Linked DNA regions of Mus musculus: region 2 is linked to region 1. A link is a contact called in public HiChIP or PLAC-seq data. All regions are on one chromosome and are shown on one strand. Each heading gives the region's core, a stretch centred on a gene start, on an enhancer-like site or on the middle of the called end of the contact. The rest is flanking DNA. Distances are from core to core; before and after follow the strand shown.

Evidence for each region. HiChIP or PLAC-seq counts read pairs in DNA pulled down with a chosen protein or histone mark.
Region 2: an H3K27ac HiChIP or PLAC-seq map of embryonic stem cells shows a contact between it and region 1, with 10 read pairs. The contact joins the enhancer-like site here to the promoter of Rab39 in region 1. A contact is called at or near these places in 6 of 39 promoter capture datasets (the 3T3-L1 cell line, 3T3-L1-derived adipocytes, the C10 cell line and 3 more), 1 of 15 datasets of contacts at CTCF or cohesin (CD8 T cells), 10 of 484 Hi-C or Micro-C datasets (cerebral cortex, differentiating embryonic stem cells, embryonic stem cells and 4 more), 7 of 115 datasets of contacts at active chromatin or transcription factors (bone marrow-derived macrophages and embryonic stem cells) and 3 of 9 other capture datasets (adipose tissue, liver and pancreatic islet).

Annotation. Positions count from the first base shown.
Region 1 is chr9:53,704,851-53,707,688 of GRCm38.p6, reverse strand. It overlaps Rab39 (RAB39, member RAS oncogene family), which reads left to right and starts at 1,457. Exons shown (of 2, transcript NM_175562.3): 1 at 1,457-1,800. The coding sequence starts at 1,574.
Region 2 is chr9:53,805,439-53,808,276 of GRCm38.p6, reverse strand. Slc35f2 (solute carrier family 35, member F2) reads right to left here. Exons shown (of 8, transcript NM_028060.3): 4 at 1,500-1,659; 5 at 75-231. Among named protein-coding and RNA genes, the nearest start is that of Slc35f2, 35 kb to the right of the region's middle. Within about 2 kb of position 1,421, at least 40 of the 459 cell types and tissues checked have an H3K27ac peak or open chromatin away from gene starts, as enhancers often do. A contact at or near this core is called in CD8 T cells, differentiating embryonic stem cells and embryonic stem cells, where this site is marked.

The DNA.
Region 1 (2,838 bases), core at 208-2,707:
AGCCAGGGGTACATAAAAAACCCTGTCTCAACAAAACAAAAATAATAAATAAATAAACAGGAAGGAGGGAGGAAGAAAGAGGGGGAAGGAAGGAAGGAAGGAAAGTAGGAAGGAAGGAAGGAAGGAAGGAAGGAAGGAAGGAAGGAAGGAAGGAAGAACAATTGTAGAAGGGAGACAAGATACATACCACATAAAATAAAGATTGACTAATTGCAGACAGGGGCCTAAAGATGCATGGCAGAGGAAAGAAGAGTTCTCTGAAAGTCACGCTTCTTCCTCCAAAACAAAGAAAGGAATTAAGGATGAGTGTGATAGTTAGATGTTGCAAGAAAAGAATGAAATGGTTGGCAAGAAATTTGCACAGTCCTAGCTGTCCTGGAACTCACTCTGTAGACCAGGCTGGTCTTGAACTGAGAAATCCATCTGCCTCTGTCCTCTGTGTAGCTGACACAGAGAGTTACAGGATATAATCTTAAACTTCTGATCCTCGAGCCCCATGTGGTGGAATAATAACCGTGGGCCACCATATTTGTTTTATGCGGAGTTGGGGACTAAACCCAGGGTTTCATGTTGCTAGGCAACTCTACCACCTGGGGGCTACATCCCAGTCCAGAAGAGAACACAGTAAGGTCTCACCAACATTTAAATTACGCTTCGTTTATTAGGTCTTTGGTCATACGCAAGCAGAGGGCAGCTATAGACCGAGAATAATGATGACTCGTATGAGCTTCTCAACATTTTAAGTTTTTCCCAGGCTGAAGGGCCCCAACGAGCATAGGGCTAGAACCATCCTGAAAACGCTGTGGCAAACAGCAACAGGCAATCCTTAACAGAAACTATCAGAACTAGTTCTGCAAATTTGTTTTCTTCAGAGGAAACTGTCAACTGGAATCTTCTGAGAACCCGGACACCACGAATCCACATACAGAAGCCTGACTGACTTTCAAAACTAGGGTCTTAGTCTGAAGAGAGCCTTCGCAGATGCGTGAGAGAAAATGACTCTCACTTCCCATTGGCTGACCTTTCTGGAGTTTAGCCCTTGAGTACATTTTCATTGGTTGCTATTGCTGTCACATCCTTTCGCCACACCCATTCCTTGTCCATTTCCAGCAAGATCTGCACTAGAATACGCTAAGGTCGTCTAGAGTTCTGCTACTTCCCTATCCCCTCAGCCGACGCTCTCGCCGCGCCCCTCTAGTTAGAGGCCCCGCCCCCGCACGACCAATGACCCGCCTCTACAACGTCAGTTCCCTCCCCTTACAGCTGGGGCCCGGCCCCCTGCCCGACGCAGCTGCTCTGCAAGTTAGGTTCCCGCCCCCAACTCACGATCACACCCCTACCTACGGTCCCTTCCAAACTCGTGGCCCCGCCCTCACTCTCAAGCCCCACCCCAATCAGACCAAGTCCACGCCCCCTGCCCGCGGCCCCGCCCCTCCTTCCCCAGAGGGCGGCTACCAGGCGGCGGCCGCAGCCGCAGGAAGATGCTGGAAGCGGGCGGGCGCGCGCCGCGTAGGTGCTGAAGGGACAGTTCCTTAGGCAGAACTTGCTCCTGAGCGCACGGGGCACGTAGGCGATGGAGACTATTTGGATCTATCAGTTCCGCCTTATTGTGATCGGAGACTCCACGGTGGGCAAGTCGTGCCTTCTGCACCGCTTCACCCAGGGCCGCTTCCCAGGGCTGCACTCCCCCGCCTGCGACCCCACAGTCGGCGTGGACTTCTTCTCGCGCCTGCTGGAGATTGAGCCGGGCAAGAGGATCAAGCTGCAGCTCTGGGACACGGCGGGGCAGGAGCGCTTCAGGTAGGGAGGCACCCGCCACAGGCTCTCGAAAGTGCTAGCGCTCGGTGCTCGCTTCCCCTTCGCCCCTCCCCTTCCAGGGGCGACTTCCTCCTCCGCAGTTTCTTCTTTCTTTAGTGCGGATTTCCTGCGCCCCCTTTCTGTCTCCTTTCCTGTCCGAATCAGGGTCGCCGGTCTTTCCCAGCTCTGTCTGCTCCTCTTGGCCGTTTGGGTCCCTTTGGCTCCACCGCTGCCTTCTCCCCAAACTCGACTTCGCTCGCCGTTCACACACACCCTGCCTCAGCCACCCTCCTCCTAGCACCTCCTCCAAGCCTTGACCAAGCCTCTTTCAGGCCCGGGAAATATGCCAAGTGGGGTTCCCAGGTCTGTGAAAAATCTTTAGTTCTCAGCAAGCAGAATTCCAGACGGGGTTCCAGCCCTCGGAACGGTTCACAGAGAGATGCATGCGGTAATGGTTTAAACATCTGAAAGCACCGAGTGTGGTCATCAGAAAATTCTGGGCCATGACCCTCGGGAGTAGGTCTTGGAAAACAACTAAATGCAACATCGGAGTCACTGAGACAACTAAGGGTGTGTGTTTGCATTTATAGGGTGAAGTTTCCTTTAAAAGTTTGTCACCTTTGACGCTTTGGTGTGAAAAAGATAATACTGAGGGTTGTCTGCAACCCTTCCTTTATTTCACTGATGGATTCGTAACATTCTGTATGTGACAACAGAAGAAAGCACTTTTCTAAATGGGGAGAGAGTCAGTCTCAAGTAAATAGTCTCATTCTGGTTGTTTACTGGGGAACCTGAAAGATTGTATAAAGTCGACTGGCCTTACAGAAAAAAAGTAAATGAAACTGAATTCCTTGGATAGTTGAGATTAAATCACATTTAAAGCGTATTTCCAGTTTTTGAGATCGAAGAGTACTTTGTTCTAGAGCAAAGTAAGAAAGCTGATAATGTAGGGAATTGTTTCTTTAAAAATCATATGATCGGGGCTGATGAGATGGCTTAGTAGGTAGAGATGGCTTAGAGCGCACTGACTGTTCTTCATTC
Region 2 (2,838 bases), core at 172-2,671, 100 kb before region 1:
TCCCTGATTGTCCTGCCCTCTGCCCCCTTCTCCCCTTCTTCCTTTCGTTTTCATGAAAAGTTTTAAATTCTTACAGCTGTATGCCGCTGATGATTGTTCCAAATAGTCCCACCATTCCTAAAAATTCCTGTCTGCTCAGCTTCTTCACGATGTATTCTTCACACACGTTAGACACAGCATACAGGGAAGCCCCAAGCAGGACTAAGATGTCACCAATAAGAACATCACTCCCTACAGGGCAGCAAGGCACAAAAAGAAATGTGTTGTCAATGGGTGAGCCAGGAGTTAGCAAACACTGATCATTTGAGTAAAACTTTATTGAATCCTAGCTTCTGTAAGTCTAAAGGCTCTCACCCTTACTGTCTGGCACAACACTGACACCGTTTTCACATTTTTACTCCCTGGGAGACCAACAGAGTGGAAGATGGTACTGTGTAGCATCCTGAAAGAAAGCCATTTAAAGACAGGACAAGTTCACAGACTGTAGTGCAGGGAATTTGTTAGAACTTCGGGAAAGGATGCTAGGTGAAAGAAATGGTTTTATTTTGATCCAAGGAGATACTAAGGTTATCTTGGAGATCTGGTAAATTCAGACCTGGTTTAGCATCTATATTGTGAACTGAAATATTCCAACCAGGCAGTAGTGGCACCCACCTTTAACCCAAGACAGCCAGGGATACACAGAAAAAAAAAAAAAAAGAAGAAAAAATCCTGTCTCAAAAGAAGAAAAGAAAAAGAAAAGGAAAAAGGAAGAGAGGGAGGGAGGGAGGAAGAAGGAAGGAAGGAAGGAAGGAAGGAAGGAAGGAAGGAAGGAAGGAGGGAGGGAGGGAGGAAAGAAAGAGAGAGAGAGAGAGAGAAATATACTAAAACACTCAGATCAAAACAAACAGCCAGGTCTCTTTTTTGATGGAAATGAAACACTACCACCTGAGAGTGGTGCTGAGTAGGATGTCCTCCCACTGCCGTGGGGGTGGGGGTGGGGGTGGGGGTGGGGTGGGGTGGGAGCTGAGGAAGGAGGGTTTTGAATTTTTGAGTTCAAGAAAAGAAAGGTAGGGAGAGGAAAGGATGGAAAGAAAGGAAGGAAGAGGGAAGGAAAGAGAGAAGAAACAAAGAAAAGGGGAGGAAGAAAAAGAAACAAAAGAATGCCATAAAGGGGAGAAAAGAGAGCTAGCTCAACAACAGAGGGTTTTGGAAAAACACATCCAAAGTGATTTAAGAGAAAGATGATTTCTACAAATATATTCAAAACAAAATTTTAAACACGTTTAAATGGGGAAAGGCAGCTAAACAAGAAAACAACCACCAAATGTTTAGCAGCAAATGAGAAAGTGCTACAGGAAGTGCTGAGGAAGCCAGCACACCTCACTGAGGAGGGGCCAGCCCAGCAAGCCTGCTCCCCCGCACTAGTTCACAGCACGGACTCCTGCTGAGTTCCTCTATCACCCACTTCAGTCAGTGTAACTCTGCCAGACTAACAGGTGTAAGTGATACAGTCTCACCTGAATTATCTTCTCGCCCAGCTAATATGTCTGCACCAACCATGGTCCCTACACCCAGCAGACAGACAAACACAGCAATGAAGTGGATCACTTTGTATCTTGCCCGGAGAATAAACCAGGAGAGAGCCATCAACACAGGAATCCCAAAGCAATCCAAGAGCTGCAGGGAAAAGAAAAGCACGCAGCCTCAACCACTTCAGCAGCATAATTAACAAGAGAAAGCACTTAGGGAACATTTGTTATTGCTGACCCTGAACGCAAGCACTTACCAGAGCTGCAGTCCCTCTGTGAGATTTGGGACTGCAAACCTGTTTTAGATGTGCATACAAAACCCCAAAGGCTAAAGAAAGATTAGTTGCCCCAAATTATATGGTTAAAAGTCAGGCTCGAGGTGGGGGGTGGGGGGTGGGGGGTGGAGGCTGGAGAAAAAATGGTTAAGAGCACTGACTGCTCTTCCAGAGGTCCTGAGTTCAATTCCCAGCAACCACATGGTGGCTCACAATCATCTCTAATGGGATTTGATGCCCTCTTCTGATGTGTCTGAAGACAGCAACAGTGTACTCATATATATAAAATAAAAGTAAATAAATAAATACCCCCTCCCCTGCCGCCAAAAAAAAAAAAAAAAAAAAAGAAGTCAGGCTGGGGATGCAGCTCAATTAATAGAGTGTTTGCCTAGCGGGCACAAGGCCCTGGGTTTGATCTCCAGTGCCATATAAAACAGTACTTTAGAGGCAGGAGGAAGAGCAGATCAAGGTCATCTTTGGCTACATAGCAAATTCTAGACCAGCCTGACATACACCAAACCTTCCTCGAAACAGAAAACACCCAAAGGCTGAATCTGTTCATCCTACCCAGGAGCCTCTGCTTTCCCCTCTGTTTATCTTTAAACTCGGAAGGCAGAGTTTCCTTCCAGTACATCCATTTACTCCACCAACAGACATTTAGTAAGCATGACCAGTGTCCAGGACTCTGTAAGAGGGTTTGGGTGTTCAGTTCAAGTACAAAGCACTTGTCTGGCAAGCACCGGGCCATGGGGGTGATGTGGGGCACATCATAAGAGGAGTTGGAATATAAAATTGAACAAGGTAGAAGCCCTATCCTGAGGAGCACAGACTAAACTGGACAGACACGAAATTAGACATCACAAAGTCCAATATTCAATTGTAACTGAGCAAAGTATTACCAAGTACAGGTTACAGTGAGGCAACGAACAGAAACCATCTCCCTGACAGAGAGGTCAGTTCTACCATGTGAGACATGCTTGATCCCAGCACAGACTCCTGTTCATTTTTAGCATATGTTTCTCCATCATTTGGGGTCCATAAGATACTTGCTG